2 separate regions of the Mus musculus genome follow, and region 1 is linked to region 2. Evidence: chromatin contacts called from public Hi-C data. All regions are on one chromosome and are shown on one strand. Each heading gives the region's core, a stretch centred on a gene start, on an enhancer-like site or on the middle of the called end of the contact. The rest is flanking DNA. Distances are from core to core; before and after follow the strand shown.

Region 1 (6,717 bases), core at 672-3,171, 42 kb before region 2:
TGTTTTGTAGATGTATTCACTGGGACTGGGCCCCACAGCTCTGCATTTTGATTGGCTATGGTTTTCTGTAACGGTCTCTGTGGCAAAGAGAAGTTTCCTGGTGAGAGGTGATGACTACACTTATGGTTGGGTACGAAACAGATATTTAAAATTTAGTTAAATATTATGCTGGTTGCTAAAAGTGGTGATTATAGATTCTTTCCCAATTCATGATTTCACTAGCCCCGAGGAGTTAAACAGGTTTCTAGTCCCAAGCCCCCAGTTTCCCTCTAGTTGAGCAAATCTTAAATCCAGTTAGAGAGGTGTTGGTTACTGCCAAAGCTCATGTTCCCCCACTGTACCCTTAGGGTTAGTGTACCATTGTTGCTTATAGAAATTATAGCTGGGTAGAACTTTTGGTTGCCTCCCTCCTTTGGAAACACCATGAAAGCTAGTTGTCAGGAATGGCACATTCAGGTCACTTTCTTATCCCTTTGTCTGAAGTAACTGCTATCTTCAGTAATAGAGATTGTTTTCCATTTTTGGGGGAACAACAAGGACAAGAGCGATAGTCTGTATGTGGGGGAAGTCTCTTGGACAACCCTATTCAATGACTCAAAAGAAGGCCTCTCATTACTGGTGTTGGGTTTTTCTTAGGTGATTTTTGGTTCTGGTAGAAAGCATTGTCAGCCCAGATGAGGAAATTTTATTTAAACTATATATGATATTATACATAGACTAACTGGTATTTTGGGGTTCTTTTAAGGTAGCTAATGGTATGATTCAGGCATCCTTACTGTTATCTTACTCTCTCCTTCTGTGTTTATGTGCCTTCTCTTCCCTAATAACAGCACACCCCTTTTCCCAATTATCCATCGTATCTCTTGTACCCTGCTATTTCCATCTGTATCACTTCCCCACACCCATCCCAGAAATGGTGTGCACTTGCATTTGTCAGTGTGGAACTTGGAGCCTCCAGTGAGAGCACATGACCTTAGTAGGGAGTTAATGTGGAGACAAACACAGAAAAAAAATGCCATGTGATCCAAGCAGCATAGACTGTATGCCAGGGACAATCAGAGATCTATGGCCATTGCTGAGATGTAGAAAGGAGCCCAGAGGGGTCTACCTAGAACATGGTGGACAGTCTCCAGGATTGTAAGAGGGTAAGTCCATGTGGTAGTGAATATGCTTGACCCAGGGAGCGGCACTACCAGGAGATGTGGCCATGCTGGAGTAGGTTGGCCTTGTTGGAGGAAGTGTGTCACTGTGGGGGTGCACAATGAGACCCTTCTGCTAGCCATGTGGGAGCTAGTCTTCTAGCAGCATTCAGATAAGGAATATAGAACTCTCAGCTCTTCCCTCTTCCTGCACCATGCCTGCCTGGACGCTGTGATGCTCCTGTCTTGATAATGATGGACTGAACCTCTGAACCTGTAAGCCAGCCCCAATTAAAGGTTGACCTTGTAAGAGTTGCCTTGGTCATGGAGTCTGTTCACAACAGTCAACCCTTAACTAAGATAGTCCACCTTTACTATTTTAGGTACAGTGCTAGGTGTGGCACTTCTTACCGAAGTCCTGGAAAGTGAAAGATGCTGTCCTCCCCCACGCCTTCTCCTTACCTCTGCCAGCCCACTGATCAGTTCTTCCCAAGTTCACGATATAAAGAGACCTCGTAAACATGCCAATTTTGGATGGAGTCTGAGATTCTAGGCTCTAAGGACGCAGCGGAGGATGATTTTGAACTTCTGTTCTCCCTTCCTCCACTCCAGTCTTCAAGCATACTAGGCAAGCACTCCTCCGTCTTTGCTGCGTCAGCAGCTCAGAGAGCCTGTGCTTCTTATGAGCTACTTTGTGATGCTGGGTTGCTGGTCCAAGAACTCTACTTGGACCAACAAGGGCTTGTTGGGGAGTTTGCTCCAATGCTAGCAAAGATGAAGCTGGAAGAGTTTCCCAGAGAAATGAAAATGTCCAGGGATCGGAAGTCGGAACAACTTCCTGCTGAGGCTATAGCTGTGTAGCAGTGTCTGATTAGAGCATCAGGCCTTCGGTTCCATCTCTACCATATCAACAGCGATGTAAATGGCTATCACTATAACAGTACGCTGATATTTTATGTGGCCGCCCCGCATTTTACCTTTCCAGTATTTTAGACAGAAAGATGAATAAGAACACCAGAACCAACGTGGTCTGTGTGTTCAGTCTAGGAAAACTGCTTTCCTCCTATCCTCTGGTAGGCTTTGCGGATCACGTGTTTCACTGGCAGGTGGCCGGTTTCTAGTTTTATTCAGGACATTCTGCAGCTGCAGTTTGGAGTAAAATTGTGCTCTGGGACAGGTGGTCCAAGCTACGTTTGCAGAAATGCTTATCTATCGTTCTCTTCATTTTAAACTCCGAGGAGGAAGCAAGAAACATGGCCGCTATAAAGACAGATTTCAACAGGCCTTCTAAATCCCCGGGACCTCTCCAAGGGCAAGGAAGCTAATCAGTGCCTGAGATGACAGATAGGATGTCGCGATGAAGGCCCTGGATTTTACAGTAAGTCACTGCCTGTACACCATGCCAGATTCCAACCTGACTTGCGTCACCGCAGTGTGGCTTTATGACAAGATTAGTTACCAAACACACTGAAAAGATAACCTTAGGAAACGGAGGGCATAAATAAGACAGAAGTTTGGAACCGCGGAAGTATTAAAAAAATCCAAACGAAGATCATCTCAAAGTCACTGTTCAAGGACAAAGCCGGGATTTGCGCCAACAAGCTTCGATGGAAGAATTTGATCCCTAGACTAGTCAGCCCTTAAGGCAAAGAAAACAACGCAGGAAGTTAGTGCTGGGCTTGGTCGGGATTCAAAAGCTGTAAACCCTGCGCTGCTCCGGGAAGCGCAGAGACCGGTCTGCAGCACTGAGGGCTCGGCCTCGGCGTGCACGGAGCCCGGCAGCCTCTGGCTGTGCAGGGCGAAGCGGGAGTCCGCGGGAGCGGTGACTCAGCGCTGAGTCAGGCGAGCGCTACGTGCCGGGAGACCGGCTGTCAGGAAGGGCGTCCCAGCGCCTCGGCCGCGGAGACCCCGGGGCCACTCACCCGCCGCACGCACGGGCCAGAGCGGGTGACGTCCAGGATCCGCAGCGGGGGTGGGGTGGGGGGTGGGGGTGGCCCCACGTGACCCCGTTTCCAGGGCTTAGGCTTTCGTCCCATGTATTTCCTCAGATAGGAGATTTCTCTTGCTCTGGCTTGTATTTGTTGTTGTTTGTTTGATTTTTTTTGGAGGGGGGGGTGTGGGTGGGTTTTGTCTGCTTGTTTGTTTTTTGCTTTTGTTTGGTTTTATTTTTTGTTTGCTTACGTTTAATTTTTTTAATAATCCGCACCCAATTTGAGAAATGACATTTTTAAATGAGACACAGGAAGAATGAGTAAATAAAACAAAAACACGCCTTGCAAGTGATGTGTCAAACCTTTGCACGACTTTGAGGTTAAATCATTGTGGCCTTAGTGGAATTGTAAAACATTAGGTATCCTTGGAAAAAGAGAGTTTAACTCGGTTTTGATGTTCAGTGTTAAAGGAAGCCAATCTTTGGTCTTTGTGCAATTGCCTTTCTCATAAAGGATTCTAAAAGCTGGAGGCATGTTTGATAGTAACAGAGAACCATGATGGTGTCCTGGGCATTCAGCCCTCTAGCATCCTGTTCGGATTTTTCCAACTGTACTGGTGATTGTGGCAATGCTATGTTGAGAGCCAATGGCAAGTGTTGCATTGTTCAGTGTAGCTGATCAATGAGATAATCCAGAGACAGGTCGAGGGACAGGGACCCCTTTGAGCTGAGTTTTAAGACAATCACACTAGGCCTTTAGAACCTGTGCCAACTGTTGCCAATTGTTTTCCAAGGTCCTAGAATTCTTATTGCTCCTGATGCCAGTGTGCATTTGAAACAGTGCATCGCATCACCATAGAACAGCCTTCTTTCTATTAGGAATGCTTTTCTTGCTTTTTACTAGGTTGAGACTGTCCCAAGACGTGCATGCTCTTTTTTTCTAGTTGTAAAAAAAAAAAAAAAAAAAATTAAATATTTAAATTGGGTGGGGGTGAGCCTTTAACCCCACGATTCGGAAGGCAGGGCATGTGTATTCCTGACTTTGAGGCTAGCCTAGTCTACAGAGCTAGTTCCTGGTCAGCCAGGGTTACACAGAGAAACCCTGAGGGGGAGGGGGAGGTAGGGAGCCATAATAAGGGCGTGGAGATGAAAGATGAGTGTGGTGGGAGGAGGGGGGATTTAAACCACTGTGGTGGGACCCTGTCTCAAAGACCCTAAAATAATAATAATATATAAATAAAATATAAAAAGAAAAAAAAGGAATGCTTTTCTTGCAGGGAAGAGCTTTGAGGTTAGAGTGACTCTCCAAGCTTATATGCAGGCATGACAGCCAGATTTTTTTATAGGAAGTTAAAGACCCTAAACTGACATTGAAAAGGAAGGAAGGGAGGAAGGAAGAAAGGGAGGGAGGGAGGGAGGCAGGAAGGAAGGAATGAAGGAAGGAAGGAAGGAAGAGAGGGAGGGTGGGAGGGAACAAAACTGTGAGAAATGGATGAACTAAGAAATGGAAAGCAATATATTTCAGTTACTGATGACAAGGAACATCTACTGGTTAGGTTAGCCTTTGAAAGTTTGACAATGTTGTGTAGATATTTAAAATACAACTAGTTATATTTGTCAGCTGGTATTTAAAACTGACTTGTTCTGGGTCATTATTCTTACTTAATTTAAATTTGTGCTGCCTTGATGCTCTCAGGGTGATATTTGGAGGCCAGGTTTATTTTAAGGTGTGACTTTGAACCTGTTTCTTGGCTTAGCTAGTCCTGTTTTCTCATCTGAAAAATGGAGGCCAGACACATTGTCTGATCAATTTGTGGAAAGTATTCAATGAAGGGATGCCTAAAAACACTGATGTGAAAAGCAGCCAACAAATTAGTATCTTGTCATTATTATTAAATATGATTAAGCAGCTGGTCAGATGTTACAAAGTATTAATCTTACCTGGGGTAACAAAGACTGGGACTCTACATCACAAATGCAGTGGTTCAGTGACTCTGGGCAGATCCTTGGATACATTCTAAAGTATCTAGGCAAGTGTTCTTTCATTATTAGAGAAAATTAAGTAAAGGGACTCTACATCAAGACAGTGCTGCTAGCCACCAGCTAGCCAGAGAAGTGGTGACTCGTGCAAAACCACCAAGAAGAGCCCCCCATCTTACATCCTTAGAGAGATCTTGGGACAGAGAAGCAGTGCAATCTCAGAAGAGAGGACATGGCCTTTGCCCTTTATGCTAGAGATCAACTCCCTGAATGCGTAGCAGTTCCTCCTCGCACTGAGGTAAGAGCTTCTTTCTTCCCAATGGTAAGACTGATGAGCCTAACTGTAGGCGCAGGTCAATGGTCAATCTCCAACCAACTTTTCCAGCAGAGAGAGGATTCTCTTGGAACACTGTGATATGTACTTGTGTCTGTCAGCTAGGGCCACAACAAATACCACAGACTGGGTAGTCTCAACAGCAAACAGTGTCACACAGGGCCGGACACTAGAAGTCCATGAACAAAATGAACAATAATGGAGGTTTCATTCCATAGCCTTTGCTCTTCCCTCATTCTGCAGGTAGGTAGAGGCACTCTCGCTGTGTGCTCTAGGGACCTGTTGTTTGTCCAAGAGGGGGAAGGTGTGTGCTGGGAGGGGAAGATTTTGAGTATGTTAAAAGGAAAAACCGCAATCGATTCACCTTAATGTTCTCTTTGGGACTGCTTTATTTGGGATTTTAGAAAACAACAGAAAGTGTGCTTGCCTGGGCATAGAGTAGCTGGGTTTGTATGACAGGAAGAAGGAACAAGTCATAGAACAAAGTAGACAGAGAGCTTCAATCAGGTTGCTTCAGGCCACTTTTCTTGTGCCACCAAAACAAAGGGACTTCCTTATTACTATGATTTGGTTGCCTGGGCCCATTGCAGTTCTTCCAGGAAGAACTTGCCTGTTTGGTGTTTATCTGTTCTCTTAACACTTCAGCATGTGGCACTTAGCACAAATGACGACACTTGGGTTTGAGCTCTCAGGGTGTAGTATGAAAGTTTAGCAATACCTACCTTTCCAGTTCTAGATAGCACAATGTAGGCCACCATGATATCTTTCTAATGTTCTCAAAAAAAAAAAAAAAAAAAAAAAAAAAAAAGCTACTGCTTCAGTCCTGCTAAGTCTGGAGCACAGTGTGTGTGATGTAGAAGGTTATTTGCTATGCTTTCATCCCTCTCTCATAAACTCATTCCACAGTCTCTACAATTTTCAATTTCATGTCATAGAACCTTCACAGTGCTCATTTTTACTCTGCTTTTTTTTTTCTTCAGGTGACAGCATAATGTGTGATGGTGGCCCTCTCTCTGTGTGTTCAAATCCAACTCTATCTCAATGCACAGTTAGGTCCTATTTTCTCTGAGAAGCCTGGCCTGATGGATTTCACAGCTCATAGGACTGGTAAAATGCTTTTTACTAACTGTGTCCCAGCTTCTTTGTAAAAAATTACTCTTGTTATTATTATTTGCTGTATTGGAGATTTAACCCACACATGTGCAGTAGGCAAGCAGTATGTCATGTCTAGTGTTTGTCTAATCCCTTTGGCACTTGAGCTAGCCAGCCTGTTGGAGTATACTGGGTGAAGATGCATCTATTCAACTACTCATTCTGTACTGTCCCTGGTCTTA
Region 2 (6,295 bases), core at 3,486-5,985:
AGGGAGAGAGGCAGAGAGGGAGAGAGGGAAGGAATGAGGGAGAGAAGGAGAGAGGGGGGAGAGGGAGAGAGAGGGGAAGAGGGAAGAGGGAGAGAAGGAGGGAGGGAGGGAGGGAGGGAGGGAGGGAGGGAGGGAGGGAGGGAGGGAGGGAGAGGAGACAGAGCAAAATATCTGCTTATATAGGGAAGAGCCACTGGGGGAAGGGCATCTCAGCCCCTGGGCTGGAAAGTTCAGGGATAGAGGCAGGGTATGCTTAGAAGGAACTGCGGGATGCTGGAGGTTAAGCCTTCTTTGATACGTAAAATATGCACCTCATCCCCAGGGTCCTCCGAATCCAAACATCCCAGCCTTTTGTAGTTATAAATGAATAAAGGACACTGTAGTTGGCTATGACTACTTCCTGTTCCATTATGATCACTTCCTGCATAGCCATGACTACTTCCTACTGATGTTGGAGAGCTTTGGTCTTGTTGGGACAACTTGCTATGGAGACCAGGTTGGTCTGGTACTCAGGGAGATTTGTCTGCTTCTGCTTCTCAGTGTGCCAGCATTAAAGGCCATGGACTAAGTTATATGTCTCTTGAAACACCCTTACCCAACAGCCCAGGGCTATCTCTACAAGGTGATTCCAAAGCTAGTCAAATTGACAATGAAGATTAGTCATGACAACACCATGAGACATTTTAATCATCTGTGCCACATCATCTGATTCTCCTTCTGCAGGTCCCTCAGAAACATTGCATTGTATTCAGAGTCAAAACCAGACTTCCTCGACCACCCCCACTGCTTCAGCCTCTGGCTTCTCCAGGCATGGCAGGTTAATTTTCACTCACTGTATCCCAGGCCTACATTGGACTTTTCCCCATTTCTTTGATGTGCCAAATGCTTGGCATTCTCTGTTTGGTAATCTACCCTAAATGTCCTGATCCTTTGATACAGACAGTCAACAGTGGTGCCATTACCTTTATCATTCTTTTCTGATACTCTGGCAAAACCTTGCTGGCTTATCATGATCTGTATCCTCTTCTGTGGAGGCATATTATATGTGATCAGGCAAGGTCGGGGGCATGTGACCAGTGCCAGCCACTAAATTGTTTTGTTTTGTTTTGTTTTGTTTTGTTTTGAGACAGGGTTTCTCTGTGTAGCCCTGGCTGTCCTGGAACTCACTTTGTAGACCAGGCTGGCCTCGAACTCAGAAAACTGCCTGCCTGTGCCTCCCGAGTGCTGGGATTAAAGGCACCCAGACAATGAATTGTAGGCATAAAACCAAGGCAACGGCCCGTCTGATCTTTTCATGACATATTCATCAGCATCATTCAAGTCTCTGTGCAAATGCCATCCACTCAGCAGCCTCCTGCTCCAGCTTGGTGACTGATTGACTCTGAATTTTCACCTTTTAATGTACTTTTTTTTTTTTTTTACTACTGAAGTCATTTCTGTTTATTTCTTTATCAGATAATTCCATGTGCCACTGAAACCACTAACTATATTAAGTCTCATAAGACAAAGATTTTCTTTATCCTTTGTCATGTTTTACTTGCTATACCTGGTATGGGATCATGTATATAGTGAGCGCTGTGGAAATGTGTATAAATTACATGAAAAAAAGTCCAAATTAAGAATCTCACTTTTGACTGCTCAAAAGAGGAATATGGTACTGGGTCACTGTTAGACATTCATTAATCCACCCATCTATTTAGTCAACAAAAGTTTCAACTTTTTTCCCTTATTTTAAAGATAAGGCTTTACTGTATAGCTGGCTGTCCTCAGACTCACAGAGATTCACCTGTCTCTGTCTCAAGTGCTAGGTTATGGGTGTGTATCACCTTGCCTGGCTAATTTAACTTTTAATGAGAACCTATTGTGACAGAGACACTGTACAATTACAGTAAGAAGCACATAAAATGAGGCTCTAGATCGTGAGGTGCTGACTGTGGCTAAGCAGCGCAGCTTTCCCCACTGGACAGCATCATGGACAGAGCAGTGGTATAACTGAATCATATGGACCATCATGTTTTAGCTGCCATGCTTCGTCCACCACAAGGGAGTGAGCACACTAGAACTGTGAGTCCCCCAAGTCCCCCCTTACTCAACTTGTCTCCCAGGTATTTTGTCATGGTGGCAGGAAATGTTGCTAATACAGGATATGTTTTGAAGCCATATTGATGAAGTTTCCTGACAGTGGGACAGGGTTATAAGAGAAAGAAAGAATTGAAGAATGTCCCTTTGGACTAAGCAGATGTAGGGTAGTAGAAGCATAAACAGGATGTATTTAAGCATTTTGCCTAACTTTGTAGTGCAGTCAAAAGCCAATTTGTCCTAACGGACATAATAAAAATGAGAAATGAATGCATATCAGATAATTTTGAAGCTCTAAGAGCAGGTATGATGGTTATAATCCTGCCTCATTACTTGTGAGCTGTGTCTCCCTGACAGCATCTACTAGCATCTCTGTGCCCCCAGTTCCTTCTCAGAAATATGAGGATAAAGGTAGTATTCCTGCCTCATGATGCTCGAAACACTTATGGGTTTGATAAACAAAAACAAAAATCAGAAGCTGGGGCCAGGTGTGATCCCAGCACTCAGGAAGCTGTGGCAGAAGAGTCTGGCAAATTCAAGGCCAGTCTGGGATTCATAGCAAGTACCAGGCCAGCCAGGTCAAGAACTTATTACACAAAAGCAAAATAAATCCACCACCACCATCACCACTACCACTACCACTACCACTACCACCACCACCACCACCACCACCACCAATACCACCACCACCACCACCACCACCAATACCACCACCACCACCACCAACACCACCAACACCACCACCAATAACAACTGTCTCAAAAGCTGGGGGATCTGCATAGCTAACAGTACAATTTGAACAGTGCATGTGAGAGATGGTAACTCTTTTTCTCTATCACATAAGAGTGTCTACCTCTTCTTCTCTTGAGTCCCTGCCTGACTCTCAGCTGGGAAGCTCAAACTTCTCTGGGAACTAACACAGAGTAAGTATGATTTCCATTAGGCTGTCAGATGATGTTAAAAGAAGAGCAAGAAACACATGGCAGAGGGAACACATACACACAAGCAAATATTCAGGCATTCTCTGCACCTATGCTCAGATCCATTCTTAGCAGCTGATGATGCCAGATTGAATAGATAGAAAGGTGGGATTCTGAAAAAGAGATTGAAACACTGCAGTGCTTAGCCCTGCCCTTATTCATTCATTCTGGTTTGCCATCCGCCCAGTTGCAGAACTGTTCCCTTTCCCAGAGCAAGAATACATCTGAGATTCATTCACGGCTGAAGACTCAGCCTAGACCTCTACGACTGTGGTGGTTTGAATATGCTTAGCCTAGAGAGTGGCACTGTTTGGAGGTGGCCTTGTTGAAAAAGGTATGACCTTTTTGGAGTAGGCGTGTCATTGTGGGTGTGGGCTTTAAAACCCTCATCCTTGACACCATATTGATTAAATGTACAAAAGTTCTTATTTACCACAAGAATACCCAGCCTAGTGGAACACACCAGGGAAACATACCAGCATTTGGGATCTAAGGAACAGAGGTAGGAAGATCAAGAGTTCAAACTTAAATTTGGCTACATTAAAAAGTTACAGGTTAACCTGAGCTACATGAAATCCAATGTCAAGCACACAGAACAATCTCCAATCAAACTGAACCAAACCAAACTGGAAAGGTTCTGTCCCGAGCAGAGAACAACTTCAAAGCTGTGTTCAAGGACCTGTGACTCTCTTAAAATCTTGCGGTGTCTGTCATTCCATTAGGTAAAGGTTTTCTGGTTTTGTTGTTTTCCTGTTTGGAATAGCCTTGCTATGTATTCCAAGTGGTCTTAAATTTGTACTCTTCCTGCCCTGGCTCCCTGAAAACTGGCAAGACTTTCTATATATCCTTAGTCTATAACTCTAAGTTCTGTTTTTTAAGGCCCAAGTTTTTTCTTCTTTCAGATACCCCTCACTCTTAAGTCATTTAAGTTTTTTTTTTTTTTTTTACTTTATTATGGAAATCAGTGTAACTCTTCAAATCTAAACTGAGTTTTTTTGGTTTTGTTTGTTTGTTTGTTTTTTGTTTTACTTCCTCGGCTATCCTGAGGTATGCTGATAAATGTAAGAGGCATTTATTTTAACCTCCATTTGTTAGTGTTAAATGTCTTAGAATGCAACACACAGACTCATTTCTTTTAAAACTTAAAGTATTTAATTTGCAAATGTATTAGTGTGTGTGTACGTGTCCGTATGTGTGTGTGTGAGTGCCTGTGGAGGTCAGAGGGAGTCTTTTAGGAGCGCATTCTCTCCTTCCGCCTTGCTGAGGCAGGAGCTCTCTTTTTCTGTTGAGGCATTTATCCTGTCCCCAGAAAATAAGCCAATTCAAGCTAAATTAAAGCATACTGAGGCAGATTTATTGGGAAGCAGCTCTAGGGAAGAGTCACTGTTCTCAAGGAACTAGAGCAGGCAAGTCGCCATGGGGAGGGAGAGAGGGTGGAGGGGGAAGGGAAAGAAAGAAGACAAAAAGATGTTGGGCATGCAGGGAGAGAGAAAATGCAGAAAGGGGGCTCAAAATATCTGGATTGTATGGGGAAGAGCTTCTGGGGCAGGGGGAGGCCAATTTCTCTGCTGGACAGTTTAAGGCATAGAACAGGGTCTGTCATCTGTACCCTGTAACAGGTAGGGACAGAAGGGTACTAGGAGAACCTGGAGGTCAGGGCCCTTTCCTATGTTAAATAGGCACCTCAGCTGGTGTCTGAATTCCAAGGGCAGGATCTCTCTTGTTCAGCTGAGAAGCAGTCTCCCTGTTCACACTCCAGGTTAGCTGCCCTCAAGCTACTGCTGATTGTTCGGTTACTGCCATTTTACCCGACTAATGGGGTTACAGATGCTTGGTTCTGGGGACTGAGTTCAGACTGTCAGCACTTGGCAAGTGCTTCCATTTGCTGAGTTGTCTCCCAAGCCCCCCTCGAGGATAATATCAACTGAACTACAAACCGAGGTAATACCTGGGTCTCTGAGAAACAGCCAGCGAAATGGGAGGTGACCTTGTCCCGACAAAACTTACGATGAGGGCTGGAGAGATGGCTCAGAGGTTAAGAGCACTGACTGCTCTTCCAGAGGTCCTGAGTTCAATTCCCAGCAACGACATGTTGTGGTCACACATGGTGGCTCACAACCATCTGTAATGGGATCTGATGCCCTCTTCTGTTGTGTCTGAAGAGAGCAACAGTGTACTCATATAAATGAAATAAATAAATCTTTAAAAAAAGAAAGACTTACAATGAACTGGCAGGGAGAGATAATATTTAAAAGAAAGGAGAGGGAAACCCTAGCCTGAGCAATACGGTGCATACCCACCCAAGCAGGATGGAATTCCAGATTGTGGTACGTAAAGCGGGACGATAAAATCATCTGCAGCCAGATAGGCCAGGGTGAACCACAGCTGCAGCCAGATTGGCCAGTCTGGACCACAAGCTACAGATATGCAAAAATGAAACAAAACAGAGGAAAGGGAAGGTTAAAAAAAATCAACAGACTTCTTATGCCAACTCTGAAGAAAAGAGTCGAGGAAAGGCACTGTGGAGACGTGTATCTTTTAGTGAAAACAGATTAAGGAAGATTTCCTGAACCTGAGACTCGATGTGGAAGTTAAGAAGAGATAAAGACAGCTAGGCAGAGCTGAAATGCTTTTGGCAGAAAGAATCAGCCAATACAGTATGACTTGAGGGATGGGAGCAAATGTTGCTTGGTGCCAGAAGTCATAGGAGGCAGAAGGTAAATGCCACAGGTTCTCACAGGAGGGTAACTGCCAAGGTTGGGATGTATACACATAACATTTATGTGTTCTAAACACATTTTTACATTTAAGTTGATTGCAGGTGAGATTCATGAAGGTAGAAGAATTAGGATTGGATGAGGTCATGAGGGTCAGGCCTCCGAATGGCATTAGCGATTTGTTTTGTTTTGAGATGTGTCCTGTTTTCTAGTTGCCTGTTTCTGTGTCGGTAGCAGAGGAGCATAGACCTCATATCCTCAGGCTCCTGCCACCACACAAGAGTTAAGACACAGTGGGGAAGCGCAAAGATGTTTAGCACCAACTTTTCAGGCTCGGAACTGTGAGTCAATACAATCAATGACTCTAAGTGGGTTTGTTATAGGAGCAGAAAATGAACTAAGAGTGTACCATTAGGATTGCCTTGAACTGAAGGAAGCCATAGCTGTCTGCTTCTGCAGTGAGAGGAATAAAGGAGGCAGAAACAGAAACACAGAGACCCATGGAGATGGTGCTGGAGA

The links. Hi-C and Micro-C count contacts between places; a contact is called where the count stands out from the background.
Region 1: a Hi-C map of embryonic stem cells shows a contact between it and region 2, with 1.9 times the contacts expected there. The contact joins the promoter of 9330111N05Rik here to the enhancer-like site in region 2. A contact is called at or near these places in 1 of 15 datasets of contacts at CTCF or cohesin (the NIH/3T3 cell line), 5 of 484 Hi-C or Micro-C datasets (the CH12 cell line, embryonic stem cells, granulocytes and 2 more) and 4 of 115 datasets of contacts at active chromatin or transcription factors (bone marrow-derived macrophages, embryonic fibroblasts, embryonic stem cells and 1 more).

What each region holds. Positions count from the first base shown.
Region 1 is chr13:80,959,278-80,965,994 of GRCm38.p6, reverse strand. It overlaps 9330111N05Rik (RIKEN cDNA 9330111N05 gene), which reads right to left and starts at 1,921. Exons shown (of 2, transcript NR_015587.3): 1 at 1,602-1,921. Gm4211 (a long non-coding RNA gene) reads left to right here and starts at 4,561. Exons shown (of 3, transcript XR_382678.2): 1 at 4,561-5,347; 2 at 6,364-6,490.
Region 2 is chr13:80,920,276-80,926,570 of GRCm38.p6, reverse strand. No RefSeq gene overlaps it. Among named protein-coding and RNA genes, the nearest start is that of 5430425K12Rik, 17 kb to the left of the region's middle. Within about 2 kb of position 4,735, at least 12 of the 459 cell types and tissues checked have an H3K27ac peak or open chromatin away from gene starts, as enhancers often do. A contact at or near this core is called in embryonic stem cells, where this site is marked.